2 separate regions of the Pan troglodytes genome follow, and region 1 is linked to region 2. A link is a contact called in public HiChIP or PLAC-seq data. All regions are on one chromosome and are shown on one strand. Each heading gives the region's core, a stretch centred on a gene start, on an enhancer-like site or on the middle of the called end of the contact. The rest is flanking DNA. Distances are from core to core; before and after follow the strand shown.

Region 1 (2,706 bases), core at 164-2,663, 130 kb before region 2:
CAGGGGTTTGGTGCAGAAAGAAAGATCCGTCAAGCTGGTGTCATTGACTAACCACATCCACAAAGCACACCATTAATCCACTATGATCAAGTTGGGGGGAATCTGGTGAAGGGTTCTGAGTATCTCCCTCTTCATCCCTCCCGAAATCTGGAATACTTATTCTATTGAGCTATTACACCAGTTTTAACACCTTCCTCGTGTTATGTTTAAAAAAATAAATAAATTTAAGAAAACCATTTTAAATAATGCACAGTTGCAGCCTGGAAAAACTTAAGGTGGCGCCTTATAGTATCAATTTTAGGAGCTTTATTTGGTGCATTTAACGCAACTGGTAATTGCAGAATCCACTTTGCCTGTGTAAGTGAAAAATATAGACTGTTATCTTGTTGGCCCTATGAAATTCTGCACTTTTCATTATATACTCTACCTTCATTAATTACTTCTGGCAAGATGTTCTGCCTTAGCACTCAGTTGCATTCTTTTCCTTTTTCTTCCTGTTCATTATGCTTTAATTCTGAGGACCATATGAGGGTAGAATATATTATCTTTTAAAAATTACAAAAATTTGTATAGGCAAACCATTTCTTAAAGTTGATGGCCAAATTTTAAAATGTTATTTTTCATATCATTTATAATCTTGTCACAATCCACTTAAAGAAGTTTGGTTATATTTCAGTGAAAATTATCTTCCAGAGTAGGTTTTTTTTCGTGGGTTGGGGGGTAACTTTACTACAATTAGTAGGTATGGTGCAGAATTTCATGCAAATGAGGAGTGCCAGCAGTGTGATAATTTAAACATATTTAAACAAAAACAAAAAAAATGAATGCACAAACTTGCTGCTGCTTAGATCACTGCAGCTTCTAGGACCCGGTTTCTTTTACTGATTTAAAAACAAAACAAAACAAAAAAAAAATAAAAAGGTTGTGCCTGAAATGAATCTTGTTTTTTTTATAAGTAGCCGCCTGGTTACTGTGTCCTGTAAAATACAGACACTTGACCCTTGGTGTAGCTTCTGTTCAACTTTATATCACGGGAATGGATGGGTCTGATTTCTTGGCCCTCTTCTTGAATTGGCCATATACAGGGTCCCTGGCCAGTGGACTGAAGGCTTTGTCTAAGATGACAAGGGTCAGCTCAGGGGATGTGGGGGAGGGCGGTTTTATCTTCCCCCTTGTCGTTTGAGGTTTTGATCTCTGGGTAAAGAGGCCGTTTATCTTTGTAAACACAAAACATTTTTGCTTTCTCCAGTTTTCTGTTAATGGCGAAAGAATGGAAGCGAATAAAGTTTTACTGATTTTTGAGACACTAGCACCTAGCGCTTTCATTATTGAAACGTCCCGTGTGGGAGGGGCGGGTCTGGGTGCGGCCTGCCGCATGACTCGTGGTTCGGAGGCCCACGTGGCCGGGGCGGGGACTCAGGCGCCTGGGGCGCCGACTGATTACGTAGCGGGCGGGGCCGGAAGTGCCGCTCCTTGGTGGGGGCTGTTCATGGCGGTTCCGGGGTCTCCAACATTTTTCCCGGCTGTGGTCCTAAATCTGTCCAAAGCAGAGGCAGTGGAGCTTGAGGTAAGTTTATCTCATGCATAGTGTTCGGCTTTGGGCTGTGGAATGTTCAGGCGTTTCACTGATGCCAGAAATCGAGCAGAATCTATCAGCTGGAGACAAAGGCCTTGGGCGGGGGTCCTTCCATTTGGTGCCTACGTGGGGAGATCTTTGGAGACAGGGAGAATGGGAAGGAGTTGCGGCCTGGAGGCTTCCTGCTAGAGCAGAGAAGCCTTCGGGGAGTAATAGGAAGGGGGATTTCCATTGCTTAGGCTGAGGGCGGGGCCCAAGGACTGTTGAAAAATAGCTAAGGATGGGGGTTGCTAGAAAACTACTCCAGAAGTGTGAGGCCGATATTAGTCCAGTGTTTTTGCGTTCTCTAGTCACTTTAAGAACCAAATGGAAGGTCACACTGGGGTTTTCATTTCTATTGATTATAGAAAGCTTTAAAGTACTGTAGATGTGGCTCGCCAATTAACCCTGATTACTGGTTTCCAACAGGTTCTTGCTGGTGTGAAATGACTGAGTACAAACTGGTGGTGGTTGGAGCAGGTGGTGTTGGGAAAAGCGCACTGACAATCCAGCTAATCCAGAACCACTTTGTAGATGAATATGATCCCACCATAGAGGTGAGGCCCAGTGGTAGCCCGCTGACCTGATCCTGTCTCTCACTTGTCGGATCATCTTTACCCATATTCTGTATTAAAGGAATAAGAGGAGAGAAAGTAAAAAGTTATTTTGGGTATACATTCAGTTATGCAATAAGCTTAACGTGTTTATAGAGAACAGTTCATTTTTATTAGCTGCTGAAGTTTCTAAAACCTGTCCAGTTTTTAACAGTTCTGTAAACTATTGCAAACTCAGTGTTGAGTTCATTCATGAGTTTCTTCATATATAACGGCTCTATTACATGAGAAACACAGGCCATAGTAGCGAGACTGTCTGATTGTATGGGAGATAATAGGATGGAGATAAAGGATTCAGAGATGAGTGTTCTTCAATATTTATTTATTAGCTAGTTGAAGCAGCTGAGACCAGATGATTGGAGTAGCAAGAACTTGAGATTTTTAGTCTTTATGCCTAGGATTTTGGTCCCTGTTTGCAGTTTATTTAGTTGTGTGATATTGAGCAACTGAATCTCTCCCAACCTCATTTTCCTCATG
Region 2 (2,700 bases), core at 85-2,584:
TTGTTTTCTTCAGTTTCTGCTGATGGTTTTAACTGGCACAGAAAGTATTTCTTCAACCTTACAAAACTGTGTAAGTTGTATTGTGATACAGTTTATTGACTTGTACAGTATTGTCATTACAACCCATTCAGGTATGCATGAATCTGAAGCAGAACACCATTTAAGACTGGTGCTGTATAATATAATTCCTACAGATGTGGGTCCAGGGAATAGAACTGAGCCTGTCTTTTTTTTAATGTTAAGCAGGTTACCCCCAGTGGGGCTTCTACTAGACATCTCTCCATTTGGTCTCTTCTTACACTCCAACCCAGCAGGAACAGTTAATAATTGGATGTTTATAAAATGGGGGTAAAAGGGTTTACTGTGATGGATCCTGGCTATCCCTCTAGGAGGAGACCTTTGCTTCAGCAATGGTGTCTTCATCCTCGCAGCCTGAAGCTGCTTCATTTCCTTAGGTCTGTTGTGTTTTCTGTAAAGTGTTAGGAATTCTGGATATTTTTGTAAAAGAATCAAGATTTGTATAAAATGTTTACAGATCTTTTAATGAATAAATACATAAAAACCCCACAGATCCCTTGGAGAATTCTTTAAGATCTTTTATGTCACTTAAATCTATAGCTAGCACATTTACCTAATGGTACTTCGGTAATAAGAATTAGTCTTAGACTGACCAGGCTTAATAACGGAGGTCAACATTTCCAGGCTCTTGGCAGACAAAGTCTGGGTCTAGACTGCACACCGGGCAGGGCATATAGTCTGACAACTTTATTTGGTTTTTACCTGCTTAATCAAAGGGAGGCTGCTTAGTCCAGGAGCCATGCAGAAGAGAAAGTGCATGGGCAGCAGCTTGAGTGGTTCGGAGGCAGTGAGGAATGCCATTCTATTACCGTTACGTCCTAAAGGCAAAATGACAGGATTTTTAAGGAACTGAGGTTCCTTTTGATACGCAGACCATAAAGCTTCACAATTTTAATTGGAGACTGGCGCCCAATTCTAGAGTCTCTTTAAAAAATGTACTTATCCAATGCAAAGGTTTTAAGGGTGCCGAGGGGGAAGGATAGTTGGGGTACAGCAAGGAAGTAAAAGAGGAATGACCCGGGGTGCAGTGGCTCACGCCTGTATTCCCCACATTTTGGGAGGCCCGGAGTTCGAGGCTAGGCTTGGCAACATAGAAAGGCTCCATCTCTACAAAAAAAAATTAAAAATTAGCCAGGCACGGTGGTGTGCACCTCTAGGCCCAGCTACTAGGGAGGCTGAGGTGGAAGGATCGCTTGGGCCCGGGGGGTTGAGGCTGCAGTGAGCTATGATCACGCCACTGCACTCCAACCTGGGCAGCAGAACAAAGACCCTGTGTCTACAATAAAAAAGGAAAAAAGTCTCGCACAGAGGAAGAGAAGATTAAGGGGAGAAGGTGGGAGTAAGCAGAGGTGGGAAACCAGTTTATCTCTCCCCGCCAAATGCTGCAGCCAGTTCCCTCCAAAAGTGTTAAGGGGCTCCCCTTCCAGATATCAATGTTTTGGAGGAAACGAAAAGCCCCAACTTCAAATCGCCGCCATTCGCAGGCAAAAAAAAGGGCAGTAAGCAGAGGACAGGAAATTGAGGCCTTTCGCTGACGCAGACAAGCCAAGACGTTACGTCACGTCCGCCCAAAACAAACCAGCCTGGCAATTTCTAGATACCGGGCGGACCCGCCTTCAAAATTAGCAACTGAGCATGCACTAACGTCAATACGGAGGGAACGTGATTACATCAGTGTCAGGCGCCGGCGTAATTAAATATAACTGAGTTTACGCAGACGCAGAAGACGCAGGCAAACCTGAGGTCCTCAGAATGGCGGGCACAGGTTTGGTGGCCGGAGAGGTTGTGGTGGATGCGCTGCCGTATTTTGATCAAGGTTATGAAGCCCCTGGTGTGCGGGAAGCGGTGAGTGCGGGGTGTCTTTGTAGCTGACTCACTGCTAGCTGGCTCGGTACTGAAAGAAACATGTTACAATTTGCCACTTCTACCCTGGTCCCTATTCTCTTTCTTAGGCTGCAGCGCTGGTGGAGGAGGAAACTCGCAGATACCGACCTACTAAGAACTACCTGAGCTACCTGACAGCCCCGGATTATTCTGCCTTTGAAGTAAGTATGTCTTGAGCCCAGGTGTGAACGAGAATTCCTGTGAACCTTTACTTTGGATTGAGAGCTTTAAATTCCAGTTTTAACCATTGCCTGCATAGCTACTACTTACCTACTGTATAGGTGTCAGTCTATTGAAAACAACTAGATAGATAAGTCTTCTCCGAGGTTCTTATTCTAAGATCCATAGGAAGACTTTCTGGGGCTCCACAACTCACTTAATGCAAAAATTTGTGGCTACCATTCTTTGAGATAGGATCCATGCGTAAATTCTCAAAGGGACCCTCTCCTGCCAAGATTCACTCTACAGCAAGTGATCTAGGGTTTTTTAATATGTATAAGCCTAATTACCTAAGCTCTTTAGAACCACTGGAGAGTGGCATATTAAAGTCTAGTTATTTACCAAATGTATGTGATACGACTGAAAGGACAAACCATATCCAAGTGTATACTACTTTTTTCTCAGCCTTCTCCTTTTTTCTGTAATCTATCCGATGTTTTTATTAACACATTTCTGATTAATGTAGGCAAGAATTTTCACTGATACGAATACTTTACAAGTGCTAGGTGCCATTCTAGA

What was found. HiChIP or PLAC-seq counts read pairs in DNA pulled down with a chosen protein or histone mark.
Region 1: a contact with region 2 is called in an H3K4me3 HiChIP or PLAC-seq map of stem cell-derived excitatory neurons, with 2.1 times the contacts expected there. The contact joins the promoter of NRAS here to the promoter of BCAS2 in region 2. A contact is called at or near these places in 1 of 7 Hi-C or Micro-C datasets (stem cell-derived neural progenitor cells), 1 of 1 datasets of contacts at active chromatin or transcription factors (stem cell-derived excitatory neurons) and 1 of 1 other capture datasets (stem cell-derived neural stem cells).

Annotation. Positions count from the first base shown.
Region 1 is chr1:111,946,814-111,949,519 of NHGRI_mPanTro3-v2.0_pri, reverse strand. NRAS (NRAS proto-oncogene, GTPase) reads left to right here and starts at 1,413. Exons shown (of 7, transcript XM_001149822.6): 1 at 1,413-1,567; 2 at 2,045-2,172. The coding sequence starts at 2,062. CSDE1 (cold shock domain containing E1) reads left to right here. Exons shown (of 20, transcript XM_001160588.7): 20 at 4-1,309. The coding sequence ends at 51.
Region 2 is chr1:111,811,798-111,814,497 of NHGRI_mPanTro3-v2.0_pri, reverse strand. BCAS2 (BCAS2 pre-mRNA processing factor) reads left to right here and starts at 1,334. Exons shown (of 7, transcript XM_513670.6): 1 at 1,334-1,923; 2 at 2,031-2,123. The coding sequence starts at 1,831.